Linked DNA regions of Zea mays: all the other regions are linked to region 2. Evidence: chromatin contacts called from public Hi-C data. All regions are on one chromosome and are shown on one strand. The core of a region is the stretch at or near the end of the contact, and the rest is flanking DNA. Distances in the headings are between cores, read along the strand shown.

The links. Hi-C and Micro-C count contacts between places; a contact is called where the count stands out from the background.
Region 1: a contact with region 2 is called in a Hi-C map of tassel, with 2.1 times the contacts expected there. The contact joins the promoter of LOC103637910 here to the promoter of LOC542532 in region 2. A contact is called at or near these places in 2 of 25 Hi-C or Micro-C datasets (ear and tassel).
Region 3: a Hi-C map of tassel shows a contact between it and region 2, with 2.4 times the contacts expected there. The contact joins the enhancer-like site here to the promoter of LOC542532 in region 2. A contact is called at or near these places in 2 of 25 Hi-C or Micro-C datasets (ear and tassel).

Annotation. Positions count from the first base shown.
Region 1 is chr9:11,093,284-11,097,334 of Zm-B73-REFERENCE-NAM-5.0, forward strand. It overlaps LOC103637910 (mechanosensitive ion channel protein 10), which reads left to right and starts at 2,489. Exons shown (of 5, transcript XM_008660921.4): 1 at 2,489-4,051. The coding sequence starts at 2,882.
Region 2 is chr9:11,327,384-11,331,610 of Zm-B73-REFERENCE-NAM-5.0, forward strand. LOC542532 (ferredoxin-thioredoxin 1) reads right to left here and starts at 1,800. Exons shown (of 6, transcript NM_001305869.1): 1 at 1,429-1,800; 2 at 1,181-1,305; 3 at 48-97. The coding sequence starts at 1,534.
Region 3 is chr9:11,176,175-11,180,126 of Zm-B73-REFERENCE-NAM-5.0, forward strand. No RefSeq gene overlaps it. Among protein-coding and RNA genes, the nearest start is that of LOC100101543, 13 kb to the right of the region's middle. Within about 2 kb of position 2,272, at least 16 of the 20 cell types and tissues checked have an H3K27ac peak or open chromatin away from gene starts, as enhancers often do. A contact at or near this core is called in ear and tassel, where this site is marked.

The DNA.
Region 1 (4,051 bases), core at 1,239-3,738, 230 kb before region 2:
GAGATCTCTTGTGAAATACAATAGACACAGTGAGAACAAGCACAAGAGACACGAGGATTTATCCTGTGGTTCGGCCAAGTACAAAACTTGCCTACTCCACGTTGTGGCGTCCCAACGGACGAGGGTTGCACTCAACCCCTCTCAAGTGATCCAATGATCGACTTGAATACCACGATGTTCTTCTTTCTTTACTCTTTCTCGCTTGTGAGGAATCTCCACAACTTGGAGTCTCTCACCCTTACAATAAGAATCAAAGTGAAAGCACTAGAGTAAGGGAGGGAAGCAACACACTCAAATCCACAGTAAATACGCACACACACAGCCAAGAATTGAGCTCAAATAAGTATCACAAAGTTCACCACTAGAACGGAGCTCAAATCACTAAGAATGTCAAACGAGTGCGCAAAGTCGAAGTGCGAATGATCAAGAATGCTCAAAGTGTGCTTAGTGTCCTCCTCCATGCGCCTAGGGGTCCCTTTTATAGCCCCAAGGCAGCTAGGAGCCGTTGAGAGCATTCTAGGAAGGCAATTCTTGCCTTCTGTCGACTGGTGCACCGTACAGTCCGGTGCACCACCGGACACTGTCCGGTACAGATTTCTTTCCTATTCTGGCGCAGCCGACCATTGAAGGTTTGGAGCCGTTGGCGCACCGGACACTGTCCGGTGCACACCGGACAGTCCGGTGCCCCCTTCTGACCGTTAGCTCGGCCACGCGTCACGCGCGGATTGCGCGGCCGACCGTTGGCACAACCGACCGTTGGCTCACCGGACAGTCCGGTGCACACCGGACAGTCCGGTGAATTTTAGCCGTACGCCGCCGACGAATTCCCGAGAGCGGCTTTTTTCACTAGAGCCAGCTTGCGCGCACCGGACACTGTCCGGTGCACCCAGACTGAGCAGAGTCTTGGCTGCTCGAGCCAAGTCTTTTCCAATTGTCTTTTCTCTGATTCTAGCACTTAGACAAATATGTTAGTACACAAAAACCAATGTAATAAGTCTAGAATCATACCTTTGTATTGATTTGCACTTTGTCCACCCTTTGGCATATACTCATTCCCTTAATGTGTGTTGGGCACTTAATCACCAAAATCTTATAGAAATGGCCTAAGGGCACATTTCCCTTTCATTACCCCCTAATTCAACCTCGTGCGAAGGAAAATTTGCAATACTAGATTTATCAAATGCACATACTAGTCTCCTATAATCGTTTTGCATACCCCCTATGATATTTTGCATTTGTTCCCGCTGTTCATCTACATAATTCTTAAGAGATTGTAGCTCGTTTGTTTTACTTACATTGGGGATATATGGTGTGGGTCGAAGCGAAGCCGAATCCGTCGCCCGTTGTCGGACGACTTTATTGTTCCTGTCCACCTTGAATTTGGCCAGGAACTTTGCTCTCGCCTCTTGGATCAGCTGCTCCTTATGCTCCTCGAACTGGAGCTGTTCGTCAGCCGGCAAGGTTTCCCAAGTCGGTTCTATAATGTTGCTGGGAGAGACTTCAGAACTATCCCTTGAACCGGCCATTGAGGGCCGATTTGATGGGTCTAGATGTGTTTCCCCAGCGGAGTCGCCAAAAAGTATGTTGACACCTTTTTAGGGCGCCAATCACTCAACACGAACCAACGGCGGTGCTCTCTGCACAGGGGCCGACGGTCCGCGGCCAGGGGCCAGACGGTCTGCGGCCTGGCGCGAGGCTAGGTTTTCCTGCCTGACGGCTAGATGGTCGGCGCCCTGGGGCCGGACGGTTCGCGTCCTGGGGCCGGACGGTCCACGCGTGCGCAGGGGTGGCGGAAGATCGCCTGCGACGCCTGGATCTCGCTCCCGGGAGGGACCCTCTCGGGGAGGAGAGATCCTAGGAGTTGTCTAGGCTCGGACAGGCCGACCTAGACTCCTCTAATCGACGTAGAGTCGAAGAAAAGCGGAGAATTTGGAGATTGGAAGACTAAACTAGAACTACTCCTAAGAAATAAATGCGAAATAGAAGTGTTATTGATTCGATTGATTATTACAAATCGGTCGTATACCTCTCTATTTATAGAGGAGGGGGGCTGGACCCTTTACAAACTAATTTCCGAACTAATTCCGCGAATCTAGCTAACAACCGTAGCACAGAACCCAGAACCCAGAACCCTAAACTGATCTGCGCGGACCGTCCGGCCCACAGGCGCGGACCGTCCGTCGCTCAAACCGGTGTCCAACACAACCAAACAAAAACAAGATGCTTTTTTTAGAGCTCTTCCTCACGAGGGAGCTAGAAGAGCTCTATCAAAGCGGCTTTATATAAATTATTGTTGATTGGAATTTGAAATAGAGGCTGACCTCCGTGTCAGCCACGTGCTCCAGTGTTGCACGGTGCGCTATGTCAGCGATCTTGGCCGCAAAAAAACTACGGCCACCGACTCCAGTGACCACAGTAGTGCTAGTGCCCGATGCGCTAAGTCAGCGATCCTTCTTTTTTACGATTATCCTCGTCAATGTAATTAATGGAAGATCAGATCAGATCAGATTTTGCTTCCCAGCTCCACCCACCGAGAGTCGGAGCGTGATCAAGCAAAGACCTAGGCTGCGAGGCGACAAACGCCACGACCCGGCCGCGTGCGGCGTGCCGGTCCGGCGGACGAGCGTGGCGCGCGGGAAGCCCTCCCCCTCGTCGTCCTATAGAAGTAGTTCTTTCGCCTTTTTATAATCGGTCACTCCCGCCCCCCCCAGTTCCGCCGCGCGTCCCCGCTTGCCGCTGGCTGCTGAGCCGCCGCCGTCAGACTCCGAACCCAGGTTAATAGGCCCGCCGCCGCCAGACTCCCCGCTTGCCGCTGAGCCGCCGCCGCCGTCAGACCCCAAGCCCAGGTTACTAGGCCCGCCGCCGCGCGCGGGGGCGGGCTATGGACCAGTCCACGGCCAAGGCGGCCGCGGCGTCCAATAACGCGGACCACGTCCTCGTCATCCCGCCCGGCCACCCGCCGCCACTGCACCCGAGAAATAACCAGCAGCCGGAGACTCCCAAACTCTCTCAGAACCCCGAGAAGCCGCTGCCAACCTCCAGCCCCTCGCGCCCGCCGCTGCCCCCCGCGGCCCTCCGCCGCCGCTCCTCCATCGCCAAGCCCAAGTCGCGCTTCGTCGAGCCGCCCACCCCGACGCACCCGCACTCCGCCCACCCCTCCCCAGTCCACCCCGCCGCCGCCGCCTCGCTGACCGCCACCCCGACCCATCGCGCCGCGGGCGGCTCCACCCCTGCTGCAGAGGTCGACGACGACGAGGACCTCTTCCGCAACAAGGACGGCTCCCGCGCGCCGGCCTCCGCGGCGCGCTGCCGCCGCCGGGCCCGCCTTGGCGTGGAGCTCTGCGTGCTCGTCCTCTTCCTCGGCCTGCTCCTCGTCAGTCTCGTGGTGGCGCCCCTACAGGGCCGCGTCCTGTGGGGGCTGGAGGTCTGGAAGTGGTGCGTCATGGTCATCACCGTCTTCTCAGGCCACCTCCTCAGCCAGTGGCTCGTCACGCTTATCGTCTTCGTTATCGAGCGCAACTTCCTGCTGCGCACCAAGGTGCTCTACTTCGTCTTCGGGCTCAAGAAGAGCTTCCAGGTCTGCCTCTGGCTCGCGCTCGTGCTCATCGCCTGGTCCCAGCTCTTCGACAGCGAGGTCGGCCGCTCCCGTAAGACCGCCAGGATCCTCAACTACGTCTCCAGGTTCCTCGCCTCCATGCTCATCGGCTCCGTCATCTGGCTCGTCAAGACCTTCCTCATGAAGGTGGTCGCGTCCACGTTCCACCGGAAGGCCTTCTTCGATCGGATCCAAGAGAGCGTGTTCCATCAGTACGTGCTGCAGACGCTGTCAGGCCCGCCGTTGATGGAGCTGGCGGAGAATGTGGGGCGCGAGGGCAGTGGCCTTGGGCGGGTCAGCATCAGCAGAGCCAAGGAGGAGAAAGGCGTGCCAGAGGTGATCGATGTTGTTAAGCTCAGGAGGATGAGTCAGGAGAAGGTCTCAGCATGGACGATGAGAGGGCTCATCACAACAATCCGAAGTTCTAGGCTGTCAACTATATCTAATACTATCGAG
Region 2 (4,227 bases), core at 550-3,049:
TATAAATAATGAATGAACAGTTGCAAGGAAAACATAAGATAAATTACCTACAAGGGCATAGAGGAGCTCCAAGAGTATCCCTGTGATCAGCAAGTCCCTGCAAACAAGGTGTAGGTCATACCCACAATGCTGAAGACACAATAAGTAATTTCATTTGTGGTTAATCAACACGAACGAATTACAGAATTCCTATATATACCTATCATCAAGAAAAGATGATGGTTGCTCTGAGAAAACCAGGGTAGAGCACTTGCATTAAACATACTCATGTGCTTAGATATAAGCTTGCTGATTTATAATTGTAACGTATTTGTTCCCTCAATTCCTAGAATGGCACTGAAACTAAAATACTTAACCCTAAACTTCTAAATAGATCCACCTACGAGTCACGGACCCACTGCCCCACAAAATGTGTGTTTTGGGTTGGGACCAAGAGAGGAAAAGGAATTGTTCAGCATTACCACCGTCCTCAACCTGGTGGTGCCCTTAAAGGCTTAAATACAACTGTGCTTTGCACGTTTTAGAGCAACCTTTTTGCTATAAAATAAACTATCTTTTTTCCAAATTATATTTCTCTCTTGTGACAAATATTTACTGGGAATTTGGATGAATAAGTGGAGTCATATATCAACCACCTGATGCACATAAGCTGGCTGTGCCAAACAGCAACTGAAGCTAGCATCTCAGTAGTGTCAAGACTCTCCTCTGCACAGTTACCTCTCAGGTTATAAATACGGAGCTGTAGGCTCCTGGGAGGATTACCATTACCAAGAAGCATTGCTAGGAGAATTAATTTCCTCTGATCCATATTACTGTTTCTTCCTTTCAGCTTTATCCTTAAAATGAAATAGCTTCTGTTCTTCCCCAGTGCAAGAACATAGTGCTATTCATGGCTTAGCCTGGTTGTAACTGTGAATGATGGCGGCGTTTGTCATCCCTCTTAACATTTTGCTAATTTCTAAGCCTTATATGACACCTATGTTGTCACCCAATCCGCTACTTTCTGTTCTAGATTGTTATTCCCGGCCTTCGCTTCCATTCCCCCTACTTATATACCCAAAAACATTGTGCTAGGATGCCAATATACCTAAAGCTCGGTGTCAATCAAGTGGATATCTTTGATGTTGGCTCGCAGTATCACTTATAAGGACGGAGTTCAGCACTATCGGACGGTACTGACCTTGATGACGACGGCAGTGACTGTCTTGTCGGCGCAGAAGAAAGTGTTGGAGCGGCGGGCGTACTGCTCGGAGAACTTGCGCATGACCTCCACTGACTTATCATTGGAGGCATCCGCTCCCGCGGCTGTCCACAGCAGATATCATTGTCATATCAGTCAGTTCATCCCGATTTCAGTGAGGAGAGGGCAAAAAATGGAGTTCATCAATTGGAGTCCTCCACAAATCTGGGGGATTGACGCGAACGTACCCTGGGCTCGGACGGCGCATCTGCGTGGGCGTCCTCTGGTCGCTGTCGACAACGGGCGGACGGGGAGCCCCCCGCACCCAACGGTTGTGGTGACGGTGGATGTCATCGCCGGCCGGTGCCCGCCCGCCGATCTTGAAGAAGGCGGTGGTGGTCCCAGTGATTTGGGCGGAAGGGAACGGAGCGAGGGGGAGCTGGAGAGTTAACGGTCCAGAGCAGAGCAGAGATGAGGAGGGAGAGAGCAGAAGCTGGTGAGGAGTGAGCCTTGGAGACCTCGGTGGGAGCAGCGTCAGATGGTGTGGAGAGGTGGATGGAGGGGCGGCGGCTGTGCGGCTGTGCCTGTCCCCTGTTCCTTGTCCCCTGTTTGTGGATAGAGAGAAAATATCCGGTGCTTTAGGGCCAGGGCGTTTGGTTCTCTGAGCGTGTCGCCGGGACAGGCCGTCATTAGCGCATAATTATGAATATTAAGTAATTTTAAAATAAATTAAGATTTGTATTATATATTTTAGTAAATTAAATTTTATTATGCCCTAACATAATAAACAATTAATATTTTAGTATTTCTTTTAATACATTCATATTATATACACTTAAGCCCATAGATAACGTTTAGACTATGTGAGCAACCAATCACACGTTTAATACTTCTGAGCCCACATAATTCAGTTCAGCTCAGACAGCATTTCTATATAACAAACGCGGACGGAAAGCTCGCTCCTCAGTAAGCCACGTCATCCTTTAGTTGTGCAGCCGTTCGATCGCGCTTCGACGGTCCCGTGCAGCTCTCCAATCCGCTATGCAACGAGAAGTTTCCAGATGGTCCATCATCTCCAGCTAAACGCCCACCGTCTGGCCCCAACCTGCGCGTAGGCCCATGAAGCTCCTCCCTCCCATGGAATTTCTCTCGTCGTCTCACTCAGAGAGCAATCTCGCGCCGACCGCCCACATCTTCTCGGCAATACTCTCTACCACGTCCTTTCAAACTCCATCCTTTAACACGGCGGGCGCCTTCTCTACGAGCTCCTTGGCCTCCTTCAGACCCAGATCCTTGAACGGAGGAGGTAGGCGCGCTCTTGGACGAGGACGTGGCGAGGTATGCCACGGCGGGCCTGGTTGCCATGAGCATATGGTCGACGCCGAGGCAGCCGCTCAGGCATCTAGGGAAGAGGCCTCAAGGACGTACGGTGAGCCCGCAGGTCTCGTCAACAAGCATAGAGCCGTGTGGGATCGGGTTGATGGCGGTGGAGGAGGAAGCATCATCCTTTATGTGGAGGAGGTAGGCGCTGCTGGCGGTGGCGGCACGTCTGCACGCGCCGTGGCTCTTGGCGGATTCGTGGGCGTTGGCGTGTGCCTGGACGAGGACACGGCGAGGTGTGTGGCGACGACGCAGGTCGTCGGGAACAGCAGCACCTAATCCCTCCCAGTTTCTACTGCCGAATGAAGATGCACGGATCCTGCAAAGAGCAAACCTCAAGCATTCACACAGATCGACAGTTGTGTTCGAGCATACAACAGCATATGAGAACACTCTGACATGCTCATATTTTCCCTCACGAGCTCCGCACGGTGTGGTTGGGGAACGGACGGGGCGACAACAGCGCACTCAGATGAGGCAGCATGGTCGCAATGAGGAGGCGGGGGCAGAGGTCTCATTTCTGTGTCCTGTAAAGCTGGTCCCAATTTGAGGTATGCGCATATGAGGTTTTTATGATTTGCTAACTGAAATATTTGAAGTTCCAATTTTGCTAATGGCTCAGCCCAAATAGTATTTCTACTATACAAAAGCTATCACCATATTTGAAAAGTTTAACACGGAGTTAATTTTAATTAAGATTCACCGATTCAAATTATTATGCTATTGTCTTCTTCTACTATTATACACGCATTTTCAAACACATCCAACCTTAAGTGCAGAAAAAATCTTCGCCTAATATGTTGCAAGGTACCAACACTCCACATTAGATTTCTCATACTATAACCATATGTGTGAAGAGTTTGAAACTTGGAGTTCTTTTAATTAATTTGTGCAATAACTTGGACCATATAAATGAATCCACGATGTCTGGGAAGCCTGCTTGGACCATATAAATGAAACCATGATGTCTGGAACCTGCTAACAACCACATGCGCTCTGTAGGTGGCTCATTTAGGCTCCTGTACATAACACAACTAAGCTAAGTCGTACTGCACACTACTATTGCTACTAGCTTTCAAGTGGCAAAAAAGGTGATGTTTAATCATGCATGCTTATTCTATTTTTTGTCCATGTGTAGTGTTCTTTCAAATTCTTTTTTTTGTCAGACTTCACTGTTTCCTCTCCAGTTATTTTCAGGTTTTATGCACTCACGACAAAAGGAAGGTTGCTTCTGATTACATCTTCATATTCTTGTGAGATCCGACAATTTCATTTATGACATAGCAAGAGACAAAGGTTTGTATTCTGTTATTCTGGTTCGTTCTTTTGTTATCACACGACATAACAAAAAAAATTTAATAATGTTGACTTGATTCCATCATCAGTGCCTTGAATGCCTGGAATTCCGTCGGTACAACAAGAAAATCCCTAAAAAGCACTTGAACCTAAAAAATCCATTAAAACATGGCTGATGCAAACCTTTGAGGTTTGTTAATCTAATTTTATAGAATCCCCCAAGCAGCATCACCACATGTACATATACGACATTTTCATTTCAACTACATTTTTTTAGTAAAACGTCTTCATTTGCTTTTACTCATTTAGTTTTCCCTAAAAGTTATTTTTAGCATTTGTTGACAAAACACATAAAAGTGGTAATAGTTACA
Region 3 (3,952 bases), core at 1,022-3,521, 150 kb before region 2:
ATAGTTAGCACTCAATACAATTGACTAAGAGTAGGAAACATACCTTTTCTCTTTGGTTTGTCCAGGTTTTGCAATATGGCTCATTTCAAGTCCAAGATGCACTTTTCTTGCATAAATGAGTTCGTAGCCAAAATAAAGTGCTAGAGACATAGAATGGGGTGTCTAGAACTTCTTCAAACACTTAAACCTTATGTTCATGTTGATTTGCCCAAAGTTGCACTTTTGATCTTCGTTTCTACTCATTTGGACTTGCTACCTTCAAATTTTGCTTTTGCTAGAACCTGTGCTCATGCTCATATCAAAGTAGTTAGTACAATGTGGTGTGTTGAACACTTAATCGCCAAAATAGGTAGAAATGGCCCTATGACACATTTCCCTTTCACACGACCAGATAAGCACGGGTGAGAGTATTTATCCCATGTGTGGTTATCCTAACATATCCGTGGGGATCTGTTGGATCTCTCCTAGGAACAGGTTCGTACATCCTCCCCTGTAAATATAAAGGGGTACGACCGATTGATAACCCCGAGCACATTCCAATTGAACCAATCTATTACTTTATTTATACGTCATTTATTATTCCTGCCCTAGGAGTAGATGTATCATAGCTTTAGTTGTAGCTTTCCACATATCCACCTCCACCACTATTCGACTCTATGTTGTCTAGATCCATCTTGGGTGGCCTACCGACCCCAATACGACCCTAGGATCTTACCCCTCCCGGGAGGCAAGACCCACTTAATCCACTCAAGATCTCTTCCTCGACTTGATTTCTTAATCCCTATGCGACTCTATGACGTCTGGGTACGCTCCGGGTGACCTACCGATCCGGAGCACCCTAAGATCTCTCAACCAGAGGGCGAGATCTAGGTTCCTGCGAGCAGGAAGAGGACCTTGCGCCATCGCAGACCGTCCGGGCCAGAGTGTGGACCATTCGGAGCAACGCAGGGAAGGATTCGCTCCTGCAGCGAGGTCGCGAACCATCCGGCCAAGAGTGTGGACCGTCCGGAGCGACGCAGAGAAGGAGCCACTCCTGCAGCAAGATCACGGACTGTCTGGTCCAGAGACGCGGAATGTTTGTGCCGCCACAGAGGTCACCGCCAGGCAGTGCACCCCTAGTGTTTGGTGCTAGATCGGCACCACCCTAGTGTTTGGTGCTAGATCGGCACCTTCAAACGTATATCCCGACTCAATGTGTGTCGGTTGACTGAACGATCTACCAAAGTCGAGAGGTTTCCCGTGACGACAAGAAGAGAACACAAAAATTAAAAATCACATGTACACTTGATCTTATATAATATATGTAACAAAAAAACTTAAAAATTCACAGAATAAATACAAAAAAATAAAATGCAAATAATAAAAGTAATTAAAATAGATATAAAATTAATGACTACACAAGCAGTAAAATAAAATAACAAAACATGAAAAGAAAACTAAAAAGAACTAAAGAAAACATTACTCTTGGGTAGCTAAAGTGTGGACCTGGCTCGTTCGTGCGCTCGCTATGGGCCATGTTATGGCCCGTGCTTGAGTGTTCGAGGCCTCGATCCCTAATTGTCGACACGCGACTCCTGTGTCCTGTCCGAGGGCTTGGATGATAAGATTTCTCTGCTCATTTCACCTACCAACTAATATCGCCAATATCACATACTCATAAATATTATAGCACCTCATTAAAAGATAAAGTTTAAAATAACACAAATTAATTATTTAGGGTAGAATAGAAATATAAAATAATACATATATGAAAAAACATAAAGGAAAAATAAATTAAAATGGAATAAAAAATATAATAAAATAACTAGTTATAGTAAGAGTAAATAAATAAAGTAAATGTTTTAGAATATAAAAATACACAAAATGAAAAACAAATAAATAAAAAAATAAACTGAAAAACAAATAGAAGCATGGTGGGAAAAAAGAATAAGAAAAATAAAGAAAAGACATGGATATGGAAAATGAAAAAGATACGGCAGCGATGTGGAGGAGAAGTACATAGACATTCCTGCATCGATGTTGTTATTGGGCCAACGAAATAAACAATAAAGCCTATAAAAAAATATAGGATGCTGAGTTGCTGACACATATGTTGAAGTTTGGCGCGTGGTTTGCATCCGGCGGACCGGACGGGATGATTGCCCGGCCAGCACCCATCTCAGTACCACATTTTGCGGCGGCGAGTACAGTCAACGGTCAACAGGAGCAGCGCGGCCAGGCCAGACGCGCTGGGACATGGCCCTGATTCCCTGAACAAGACACGCCTGACTGACCACCTGCATCACACCTGTCAGTAGAATAATGCCGCACCCGCACCTGCTCAAGGCAGGGAGGCCACGTCTCGTCTGCCGCTTGCTTCCCCGGCGCAGACGCCACGCCACCACCGAGCCGCGCCACGACAAGCGAGAGCGCGCCGTGACTTCATTATTCGTCTTCGTTATTAGTCCCTTCAGCCGTGAGACGAGACAAGCTTAAATTGAGAAACAGTCTTCATTAGACTACAGGCTTCATTAGTCTCGTGCGAACTGATCTCCTTGCCTAGTGAGTTAAGCCACTTCTTATTTAGGTTACCATTCTTACTTAACATCTCCTTTCAGCATTTTAAAATAATAACATTCTTAAAACAAACTTCATTAGAGGGTGAGTTAAATCAATTAGATTATTACAAGAAAAGAAATGAAGGCATACATTTTGTCAATTTTGATTGTTTCACGAGAGCCAGTGAGGGCCTACTCTTCATCTCACCCCTCGGGAAACATGTGCGCTACGTGCTGCGCCTCCATTTTCCGGCATCAAACAACGTGGCCGAGTACGAGGCTTTGGTTAATGGGCTGCGCATCGCCGTCGAGCTAGGGGTTCGGCGCCTCGACGCTCGTGGCGACTCGCAGCTTGTCATCGACCAAGTCATGAAGAACTCCCACTACCGTGACCCGAAGATGGAGGCCTACTGCGACGAAGTTTGGCGCCTGGAAGACAAGTTCTACGGGCTGGAGCTCAACCACATCGCTCGACTGTACAACAAGACTGCGGATGAGCTGGCGAAAATAGCCTCGGGGCGGACAACCGTTCCACCGAACGTCTTCTCCAGAGACATACATCAACCCTCCGTCAAGATCGACGACACGCCCGAGCCCGAGGAGGCCTCGGCCTAGCCCGAGGTACCCTCGGCCACCGAGGGTGAGGCCCTGCGCGTCGAGGGGGAGCGGAATGGGGTCACGCCAAACCCGAACTGGCAGACCCCGTACCTGCAATATCTCCACTAAGGAGAGATACCCCTCGACAAGGCCGAAGCTCAGTGACTGGCGCGGCGCGCCAAGTCGTTCGTCTTACTGGGGGATGAAAAGGAGCTCTACCGCCGCAGCCCCTCGGGCATTCTCCAACGATGCATATCTGTCGCCGAAGGACAAGAGCTGTTGCAAGAGATACACTCGGGGGCTTGCGGTCACCACGCAGCACCTCGAGCCCTCGTGGGAAACGCTTTCCGACAAGGTTTCTACTGGCCGATCGCGGTGGCCGACGCTACTAGAATTGTACGCTCCTGCCAAGGGTGTCAATTCTACGCGAGACAGACGCACCTGCCCGCTCAGGCCCTGCAGACAATACCCATCACCAGGCCATTTGCTGTGTGGGGTCTGGATCTCGTCGGTCCCTTGCAGAAGGCACCCGGGGGCTTCTCGCACCTGCTGGTCGCCATCGACAAATTCTCCAAGTGGATCGAGGTCCGACCCTTAACCAGCATCAAGTCTGAGCAGGCGGTGGAGTTCTTCACAAACATCATCCATCGCTTTGGGGTCCCAAACTCCATCATCACTGACAATGGCACGCAGTTCACTGGGAAGAAGTTCCTGGACTTCTGCGAGGACCACCACATCCGTGTGGACTAGGCCACCGTAGCTCACCCCATGATGAATGGGCAGGTGGAGCGTGCCAACGGTATGATTCTGCAGGGACT